3 separate regions of the Mus musculus genome follow, and all the other regions are linked to region 2. Evidence: chromatin contacts called from public HiChIP or PLAC-seq data. All regions are on one chromosome and are shown on one strand. Each heading gives the region's core, a stretch centred on a gene start, on an enhancer-like site or on the middle of the called end of the contact. The rest is flanking DNA. Distances are from core to core; before and after follow the strand shown. Region 1 overlaps Itpr1 (inositol 1,4,5-trisphosphate receptor 1). Region 2 has its middle 27 kb from the start of 0610040F04Rik. Region 3 holds the start of Sumf1 (sulfatase modifying factor 1).

The links. HiChIP or PLAC-seq counts read pairs in DNA pulled down with a chosen protein or histone mark.
Region 1: a contact with region 2 is called in an HNF4G HiChIP or PLAC-seq map of pancreatic cancer cells. The contact joins two enhancer-like sites. A contact is called at or near these places in 2 of 15 datasets of contacts at CTCF or cohesin (CD8 T cells and the NIH/3T3 cell line), 4 of 484 Hi-C or Micro-C datasets (bone marrow-derived macrophages, embryonic fibroblasts, embryonic stem cells and 1 more), 7 of 115 datasets of contacts at active chromatin or transcription factors (embryonic basal ganglia, embryonic stem cells, pancreatic cancer cells and 2 more) and 3 of 9 other capture datasets (adipose tissue, liver and pancreatic islet).
Region 3: an RNA polymerase II HiChIP or PLAC-seq map of embryonic stem cells shows a contact between it and region 2, with 8 read pairs. The contact joins the promoter of Sumf1 here to the enhancer-like site in region 2. A contact is called at or near these places in 2 of 39 promoter capture datasets (the C10 cell line and liver), 1 of 15 datasets of contacts at CTCF or cohesin (the NIH/3T3 cell line), 3 of 115 datasets of contacts at active chromatin or transcription factors (bone marrow-derived macrophages and embryonic stem cells) and 1 of 9 other capture datasets (liver).

What each region holds. Positions count from the first base shown.
Region 1 is chr6:108,425,669-108,428,842 of GRCm38.p6, reverse strand. The region is part of intron 40 of Itpr1 (inositol 1,4,5-trisphosphate receptor 1); the gene reads right to left. Among named protein-coding and RNA genes, the nearest start is that of Gm35165, 45 kb to the left of the region's middle. Within about 2 kb of position 1,857, at least 158 of the 459 cell types and tissues checked have an H3K27ac peak or open chromatin away from gene starts, as enhancers often do. A contact at or near this core is called in pancreatic cancer cells, where this site is marked.
Region 2 is chr6:108,686,629-108,690,075 of GRCm38.p6, reverse strand. No RefSeq gene overlaps it. Among named protein-coding and RNA genes, the nearest start is that of 0610040F04Rik, 27 kb to the right of the region's middle. Within about 2 kb of position 1,560, at least 63 of the 459 cell types and tissues checked have an H3K27ac peak or open chromatin away from gene starts, as enhancers often do. A contact at or near this core is called in embryonic stem cells and pancreatic cancer cells, where this site is marked.
Region 3 is chr6:108,184,076-108,187,196 of GRCm38.p6, reverse strand. It overlaps Sumf1 (sulfatase modifying factor 1), which reads left to right and starts at 1,614. Exons shown (of 9, transcript NM_145937.3): 1 at 1,614-1,904. The coding sequence starts at 1,641.

The DNA of each region.
Region 1 (3,174 bases), core at 608-3,107, 260 kb after region 2:
ACCTCCTCACGTGTCCGCAGAAACTGGAGCATTATCGTGATTCCGTCCAGCTGACATATCAAATAACGAAAGGTCTACTGACAGTAAACTTTACTTTTAAGCATCTAACGGCCAAGTTCTACTTGATTTTGGACATGGCAGAGACCTGGCCAAATGAGGATATAATTAGAACACCAAGCAACATCCTACACCTTCTTCATCTCCATCAGCACTTCCTTCCCCAGTGAAGGAAGTCACGGTTTCTTAGGGGATAAGCTGCTTTTAAGGAAGTAAGCTGCAATTCTGATAAGCATAAAAGCAAAGTATGCATGTCCCAAGAATAGCTATGTAAATAGAAGATATGATGCCAATATAAGTGAAGAGTAGGCTTTGATAAATAAATTTAGTTCCTCAGAAGTAGTAGTTGTTTGTTGTTATTATTATTATTATTATTTACTTTACTTGAATGGTGATGTTCCAGTGAACATTTTAAGTAATAACATTTTAAGATCTATATATTCTAGGTCTTATTTCTCCCTCATCATACATGCTGCTGACATCTCTAATCACAGCTGGTCGGTGGATGATGAACACGTCTAGTTATGAATCTGAAAACTGAGTACTGCCCCAGACTGCTTCATCATATTGCCCCTTTGATTAAAAGTTTCCCCAGAACTCTCAAAGATGTTCAGCAAAACATAATTTCGTAGAAACAAAGATCCAAATGAGTAACAAACATTTAAGAATAACTTAAACAGTAACTCAAGTTTCTGAGCCCTCAATGTCCTTGTTGGATGAGGCCAATAATCAAGGTATTATAACTGTGATGTCAACCAAGTAACGTGATATGTGCATAGAAGATGCCTGTGGGCTTGCTTCATATAAACAAGGCACCCTATTTCTTATGGAGGGATGCACATCTGTTATCACTCTTTGAACTTCTTAAAGAAAAGATACCTATATATGTCCTAGGTTACTCCTGGTGCTTTCGAGTCAGCAACCCTCCCGACCCCGTCTCTCTCTCTCTATCCAGCCCTTTTATATGAGTCTATTATAGGACCAGCACACAGTATGGCTGTGAATAGGCTTTGCTTTCTTCTGCCCTTAACCGGAATCCCTCTCTGGCCTCTGAGCATCCACCATTTTCTCTTCAATATAATGTCCACTTATGGACCATCTTGGCAGTAGTTGGACACAAGTCAAGACATGTATGATAGGCTCATATATCAGTACATCAAAAATAATTTATCATTTCTGGTTCCCTAAATCAGCACTCCGTTGCTTCTCAATCTACTTATAACCCTGGGAAAAGGAAACAAAACAAGAGTGAATGGGCTAGCAAGTCAGGGTCCATCTTTTATCAGACTTTGAAACCTCTTCATTGAGAGAAAAGAAATCTTTAAAAAAAAAAACCCAAACCAAAGATGGAAGGTTTTTTTTTTTTCTGAATTTAAATGGACAATTTTAAATATTCACATCTACAAATACAATTCTCATTTTAACTGCATTTGCTTTTAGAAATAAGGATAAGTTAAAAATTAAATGGCTCCACCCATGAACTTTGATGCATATCTTACAGAGAGGATTCATCAGAACTCAGTAGTGTGGTCCGTTAGTTAAAAAATGCAAACTGGCATGACGCAACTACACAACTTCAGTCATTCTGGAATAATCTCAGAAACAATAACAAAGAGAGTCCAAAGATTTGAAAAGGCCCTCAGCAGACTCCGCAGTGGCTTCTGTGTGCTGACAGCAGAGCTTGCTCTGTGGTTGCCAGTGTCTAACAGTAAACAGTCCTGCTGCACTTATTGGCAATTACTGCTGAAGGTCGCACATCAGCAGTGAGCTTAAATTCCAGGAAAAAAAGAAAGGGCTTATGTAACGGCTGCCTGAGGGTTGGCAGGTTCCCAACTCAGCAGTTTGCAGCAATGTAAGAAAGTAGGACGCCTCCACCGGGTCGGACGTCATGAGCGCGCCCCCTGAAGGTGAAAACTAGCAATTCCTAAGCGGCTGTCTGCACCCCTACCCCCACTCCCACCCTTCACATCCTGAATATTACAGACATTTTTGTCTGTGGCATCACTAGCTTGTAGGGGAGAGAAGTTTAGGTCACAATAAATAAAATCAGGCTACAGCTACTCTGGGTGACAAGGATATCTGTTGTGTTGTTTTGTTTTTTTTTTTCAATACAGGAAAGCAAAGTTGCAGTTGCCTGCTGTCACCAGGGTGACAGTAATTCAGTGAGGATGTCATATTAAGTGAAGAGGAATGGGCATGTCTGTTGAACTACAGCACACACTTTTAAAACACACAACTTAGTATCAAGGACAAAAATGAGGAAACCTAGATGGCCCACCCCATCATCCACTACTGCTGCCTAAACCCCAAGTATGTTCTTAAAAGGCATGGCACTTCCTAGTTTAGAAAAGTAGGTCCTGCCTTGAGGTTCCCCACTGCATTCTTGCCTGACCTCTGAAGTGACTACTTGCCCTTCTGACATATCGAGAAAGCCCCAGATAACATTTCCCCACAATTCCATGTATTTCTATCATGCTGCATGACAGGCTGGGGTAACTTTTCCATTAATTTGTATGGTCTCTAGCAGAGTCTCCAGCACGGCAGATACTATGTTTTTGGAGGCACATTGTATCAAACCCTTAACATAGTACCTGGAACCTAACAGATGCTTCCAGTGATAGAAATCAGGATCTTTAACATCAGCTGATGTCCATTTATGGCCAGTGAGGGAGCTTTCTGTATCTTGATCTTTATCTGCGGCTCCCTCTGTATAGTTACCCCTGGCAACTGTCAGAACCATAGGATACCAATACTCTGTGGCCCTGGCCCTTCTGATAACTGACTGGCCTTTGTCATCAGTCCAAGATTTTGGGGGGATGTATAGTCCCAAGCACACAAATGTAGCAATCCATGAAGCTTCACACACACAGTGCAGGTAGTTTTTCTATCCCCACCCCACCCTCACCCCCGCATCCACCCCTAGTTTGTTTCTCCTATCTCCAGTGAACAAGATCAAGTCGGGGTAAAGATAGAGACTGCCTCTCTTGCCAAGAAGCAAACACAAACACCGACACCCTCCTGTTCCTGGTGTCAATTAAAATTTTATTCTAGAGGGCAGCTGGGAAGAGCCTGTACATGCATGCTCTTTATGAGAAGTTTGTGCCTCTACCCTTACTT
Region 2 (3,447 bases), core at 311-2,810:
ATTGAATGCCATAGAAATAGAATTAGGAATGGTTAGAAACTATCATATGGGTGCTGGCATCTTACTTGGATCTTCTGAAGAGCATCAGGAACTCTCAACCTCTGAGCTATATCTCCAGTTCCTGTTTTATAAGATGTCCACATATTTTTTAGATCTATCTATCTATCTATCTATCTATCTATCTATCTATCTATCTAATCTGTCTCATGTGTGTGCCATCCCTCACAGAAAATCAGAGGACAACTGTGATGGTTTGTATATGCTTGGCCCAGCCAGGGACTAGCACTATTAGGAGATGTGGCCTTGTTGGAGTTGGTTTGTCACTGTGGGCATGTGCTTAAGACCCTCATCCTAGTTGCCTGGAAGTCAGTCTTCTACTAGCAGCCTGCAGATGAAGATGATGTAGAATTCTCAGCTCCTTCTATACCACGCCTTCTTAGATTCTGTCATGTTCCTGTCTTGATGATAATGGACTGAACCTCTGAATCTATAAGCCAGCCCCAATTAAATGTTGTCCTTTAAGTCTTGCCTTGGACATGGTGTCTGTTTACAGCAGTAAAACCCTAAGACAACAACTTTTAGGAGTTGATTCTCTCCTTCCACCATGTTGGTCTCAGGAGTTGAACTCAAGTCATGAGACTTGTAGTAAGTACCTTTACCTGCTGGGCCATGTCCCCAACCTCACTTGGACTTTTTAATTCTCAAAATTTCCTATCCTTTGTCCATTAACGTAACTCAAGGTCTTCCAGCCAGCTAGGTAAAATAGCACTTCCCAACCCTGGCCAGGCAGATAGGGCGACACATGCAGCTATCGCGCCTGGGACTGTGGCCCAGGCTAGCCTACATACCTAGCAGGACAGCTTATCATAGCTGAAAAGTGTCACCTAGGGCTCAGTTTACACGAGTGGCCACTGAGGCTTAGAAAAGGCTGGGAACTGTTCCCAGAGCAAGGTAAAGCCATAGTAAGACTAGAAAACAAGCCCTCTGGCAGGTCAGAAGTAGATGGCTATCAGTGGTGGAACTGAGAAGAGAAAGGGCAGGGCAGAGAAATGGCTCTCCAGGGTTGGTATCTTACTTCGATGGTTATCGGTGGCATGGTGCCAAGAAGGTTAGATCAGGACACTGGAGTCTCTGCTTTAGGGGAAGAGAGAACATGGAGGATCGTCTTCCCTCCAGGCATGGTTGCATTGTGAAACTAGAGTCTGTTTAACATCTCTGTTTGCTATACATTTTTCTTTTTCTATGTAGCCCAGGATGGCCTCATGATCCTCCTGCTTCAGCTTCCTGAATGCAGGGGGATTACAGATGAGTGTCACTATGCCTTGGTTTCACCTTGGTTGACAGATGGCCATCACTGGCCAGCTATAGGGCGAGCGGTATAATGAAAGAGAGAAGACCCAGTTGGGCTTCCCAGGGGCCTCCGCCCTCCCCCCTCTAAGGGCCCCACTCCAGTTCTCTGTCATCGACTGCCTGGGGGTTTTCCTGGCTCTGTGTCTGCATCACAGAGCCTCTGCTATGACACTGCCCCAAGTCCCAGAGGCACTGCCCCGGGCTGGAAAATCCCTCAGAGCCCAAGCAGCCTGTGACCATAGAGGCAGGAAACTGTGACACTGGAGGCAGGCAGGGTGTGGGGTTTATTCTTGGTATGTGGTTGGAAAGGGTGGGGCTGGTGGGGGAGGGGTGGGATGAGAGGACAGAAATCCACAAAGGGGGAAGCTTAATGAGAACCTCTCTGATCCCTATGCTTCCAGCGCCCCCACCGTCTTATCTCCCCTTTTGGAGGTAGTAGGGGAAGGAGACTACACCTCAGAATCCACAGTGCAGAACCACTAAGTGATGCACCCCATCTCTGGTGCAATCTGAGGAATAGCTATCCTGAACTAAGCCGTTCCATTGTTTGCGGGGAGGTGCTTACTTTAAAGGTGCCAGGCTTTGGTCATGCTAGGCAAGTGCTCTACCACTGAGCTATACTTCCAGCTTTCATTCATGTATATATGTGTGTGTGTGTATATATATATATACATTTATATATACTATATTAGGAAAATCTCTCATTCTTTCTCCCTCTCTCAATATGTATACTGGCCTTAAACTCCTGACATGGCTGAAAATGACCTTGAACTTCTGGTCCTTGCCTGCACCTCCAAGTGTATGCTGGACCTACAGTAAGTCCTCAATAGCAGCCCCTTTATTTCCATCTTGCTTCATTAGGTATTAACACCATTTCAAAGAAGAGGGAACTGAGGCTTAAGAGGTAGACACCGTTTTCCCATCGTCATGCACTGACACACTTATCCAGTCATCAGCTCATATCCACATGATATTCACATGATTGCCACGTGGCGACTACTTGTTCAAGCCAAGCAGGATTGACAACGCCTTCAGTGTTGTCCATGCCTTTGAGGTGTAGGGGTGTATTCTAGCAAAGCTAGACAGTGACCTGGCACTCAGATCAGTAAGGAAATCACAGATGGGGCAGGAAACACGCAGGGAGGAGACATGGTATGTGTGAGCATGGTGGATTTCTGAAAACGAGATAGGAAGGGACTTTGTAGGAGGCGACATTCATGCTCGGACTTCAAGGTACAACAATATCCTAAGGCCTGTGGGTCTGAGGTAAGCAGAAAAGAACACGGGAGGCAGGTGGGTCAAGAAGAAGGCATTTGAGGAGACAGGAGACACATTCTGGTCACCATGGCTACTGGTGTCTGACCCTCTCATTACAGGACTAAGTTTAAGGTAGTGTAACTCCTTACATTCCTGCCTGCGGTGGCCCCCTCCACTTAAAATTTGTCATAGGTCAGACTAGTTAGTTAGACTACTCTAACTTCCAGACAGGAGCCTGCCTGGGCCTGTGGATTCTTCACAGAGCAACAGGGGGCAAACCTCAGAGGATCCTACCATCAGCCCTCAGGGAACAGCGTCAAACCCAGGCATCTTCTGGGGTTTTGACCTTTCTCCACCCAACTACTACAGAGGCAAGGTCAACTTGACCTGGCTTCAGATCGCTGTCACTCCTAAGCAGTGGGTCAGGGAACAGGGCAGTTAATCACCTCTCTGGTCTTTACTTCCTTCCCCTGTGAAATAGGATCAGGCAGGTCTTCCTTTTGCTGTTTATGAGACATAGCCTTACTCTGTAATCCAGGATACCCTGGCACTTACCATGTAGCCCAGGCTGGCCTCAAATTTGCAGTAATCTTTTTTTATTCTCCTTAGTATTAGGCTTATGGCTATGAGCTATCGCAGACTGCCAGAACACAGTCTACGGGCCAGGAACTCACTAGGTTGCTTGATTGCAGAAGCTTGCTATAGAGGAGGAAATAGTATCTGAGAGAGGTCAGGTGAGTTGACTGGGGTCATAGAACTGCCAAAGAGAAGGGCTGAGATTTGGAGTCCAGTGGGCTAGCTCAGAGTCAGGATCCTAACTGTACAAGCACTCACTGCCTT
Region 3 (3,121 bases), core at 365-2,864, 500 kb after region 2:
AAAACAAACAGCAAAACCCAATAGAATCTTCAAAATGGATCAGAATATTAGGAGAACTTGGATTTCCTGGCTTCCAGTTTAGGTCCAAGTTCAGTGAAAGACAGTGTCTGCTTAACAGAGTCATAGATCAGGATGCCTGTTGTCCTCTGGCCTTGGCACACACCTGCCCCGGCCCCCTTTTATGCTGTGTCCAGTTTCCAATAGATTCTGATGAAGTGTTGCATTTTAAAATATTATTTATTTATTTTTATTTTATGTGCACTGGTGTTTTGCCTGCATGTATATCAATGTGAAGGTGTTAGGTCTTGGAATTACAGTTGTGAGCTGCCTGGTGGATGGTAGGAATTGAACTCTGGTCCTCTGGAAGAGCAGTCACTCCTCTTCCATGGCTAAAACCATCTCTCTTAGCAAGTGTTGTCTTTCCAGTAAGTTACCAGGTGATGCTCTTACTGTTGCTATGGTCCAGGTTTGGCTTTGGACCCGGGACAAGGGACTGAGGTGCATATTTTACAATCAAAGCAGACCTGGCCTCCAGGTTAATCCAGCATACTTAGGTTCCTACTGGGCATACCCTGTCCCCAAGTAGGCCCCTGGCTGCCTGCTCTTCCCTATATAATCCAGACATTTGTTCCTCTCTCTCTCTCTCTACCCCTCTCTCTCTCCCTCTCTCCCCTTCCTCTCCCCTTTCACCTCCTCCTCCTCCTCTTCCTCCTCTTGAAAGAACATAGGTGGGGGTTGGAGATAGGGAGGCGCCAGGCCAGTCCGGACATTCTTGTATGTCTTCCCTATCTTTATGGCTAGTTGGTTCCTGGGATGACTTTACAGCCTTTGTTCTTTGTCTTAGGCCCAAAAAGCCCTCCTAACTAGCAAGCCGCATGAGTCATGGACCTTGAATTTTAATTTTCTTTCACTTTCTCTCTCTGCCCTGTGTGCCCTTTCTCTCTTTCTCCCCACCCCCCACCTTGGTGATGTTTCTGGCCTTGGTCCTTGGGGGCCAGTGAACTCACTCAAGAGCAGCTTCCCAATAAACCTATCTTCAATATATTCTAATTTGGCATTTATTGGTCTATTTTACCAGTGGAGAAATAACCTATCAGTCCAAACTTTGCGAAGTGTTATTTTATACAATCTCATAGTCTAGATTTACCTAACTCTACTCACTGGTCTTTTTCACTATGCTCACTTTCCTAAGTCCAATTTCTGAATTGCTTATAGAGCTCAAAATTCAGGGTTTCTGGTTAGATACCTTGGAGTTAGATTTTGGTTTTGACATGTTTGATACGTGATTTGAGCAGACCACTTAATTGTCCTGTCAACACAATGTAGCAGCATCACGAGAACTAAGTACTTAAAAAAAAAAATGAGTGTTTATGTAGTAAGGTAGTGGTGCTCAGCAAATGCTGAATAAATTCAACTAGCTTTCAACCACGAAACTAGAGAGGGGCACATTGTCTGCGGAAGGCCTTGAATATCATAGAGCTTTGTTGTGGTTTGCATGCTTTTAACATTAGCAGGCAAACTCTGGCTAACTACCTGGAAGCAGTCTCAGGCTATTATTTATTACCTATGTCAGCCAAAGCCGCTGCTTTAAGCACCACAGGTCACGTGATCTCCATGGGTCACATGACTCCGGGAACAACATGGCTGCGCCCGCGCGAGAGCCGGCTCTCCGCTGCTGCATCAGACTGGCGCGAGTCTTCTTGCTGCTGGTGTTGGCGTGCGAGGTGGCGGGAAGCGATGAGGCCGAGGCCAGGGAAGGTGCGGCGTCCCTTGCGGGCTCGTGCGGCTGCGGAACGCCCCAGAGGGCCGGGGCCCATGGCAGCTCGGCGGCGGCGCAGCGCTACTCCCGGGAGGCGAACGCCCCGGGCCTGACCTCAGGCCCGCGACCGCTCGCGCTCACCAAGGTGCGCCTTCCATTCCTGGGGCGTGTGGGTGTCGTTGGCTACGGCATGAGGCCTCGCTGGGCCAGAAGAGGGGGGATTCGGAACTCCTGGAAAGGGTCGAACCACATCCCAAGTCTCTCAGCTACAGATCTCATTTGACAGATGTCCTCCCCCCTGCCCCCCCCCCCCCCACTGGGAGATGGGCAGGGGTTTGTGGCTGTGTTTATCACTAAAACTTAAGAGAGCTTAGCTTGAAGAGTGCTGTCCATTCTTTCTTACCTCTTCTTGCCCACTTCCCCCTTCCTCCACTCCGCCCTCCTGCTGCAGAGCTCCAGGAAAAGTCTGATGGATTCGGGTTTAAGTTCTAGTTTTAGTACCTGTGGAGCCTGAGTCTCCAACACTGCCTTAAACTCACTGTGCTCGCAGACTTGTATTTATTCTGTAGTGCTTAGCACTCCGACTGCAAAGAAGTATGGAGCCGAGTGTACTTTATTGCTTTTATTTATGTCTTTGTGTAGTGCATAGGTGTGTTAGATGTTAGTATGTACGGATGAAAACAGTGAATATAGAAATGGACCTTCATTCTACTTGCTAGCTTTAGGGAATTCACCCCAGGCCCTCTGAATAACACTTTTCTTTTGTACTCCTATCCAGTCTATCCTTGTTTCCCAGGTCTCTTTTCTTTCCTCTATGTTAATTGGCACTTAAGTTCAGGAGTTGGTGAGGGGTAACATCTCCTGTGGGTCTTCCCTCCCTTTCAATATTTCCATAGATTGACTCAGTGGTAGGTAGCAGTGCGACAACTAAAGATGCTTGTCTATAAATCCCCACAGCATTTTTTGGAGGGCAGTTGCCCAGTGGCCACTTGTCTATTTTGCTTACTGCAGTGCAGTGTTGTTTTTCTGTTACCTACTTGATGATGGAAAGAGTTTTAGATCTGATTTATTCTCTATGGATTTGCCCCCCTCCTCCCATCCCAGTGCCTAACCTATTTTAGACATTCTGTAATATCTCTTGAGTGATGTTTGTTTGTTTATTTATTTATTGGTAGCTACACTATTGAGAGGCTATTTTGGGGGTGAAGGTTATCGGGCACTTTTCAAAGAAAGCCTTTGTAAATATATACTTCTACTGTGTACCCAGAGAATCCTGTGCAGTCCATCGTCTTCTGGGTCATAGGTGAGGCAACTGAAGCTTCATGAGTCAAACATTAGTGCTGGAAATTTGGATCGTATTCC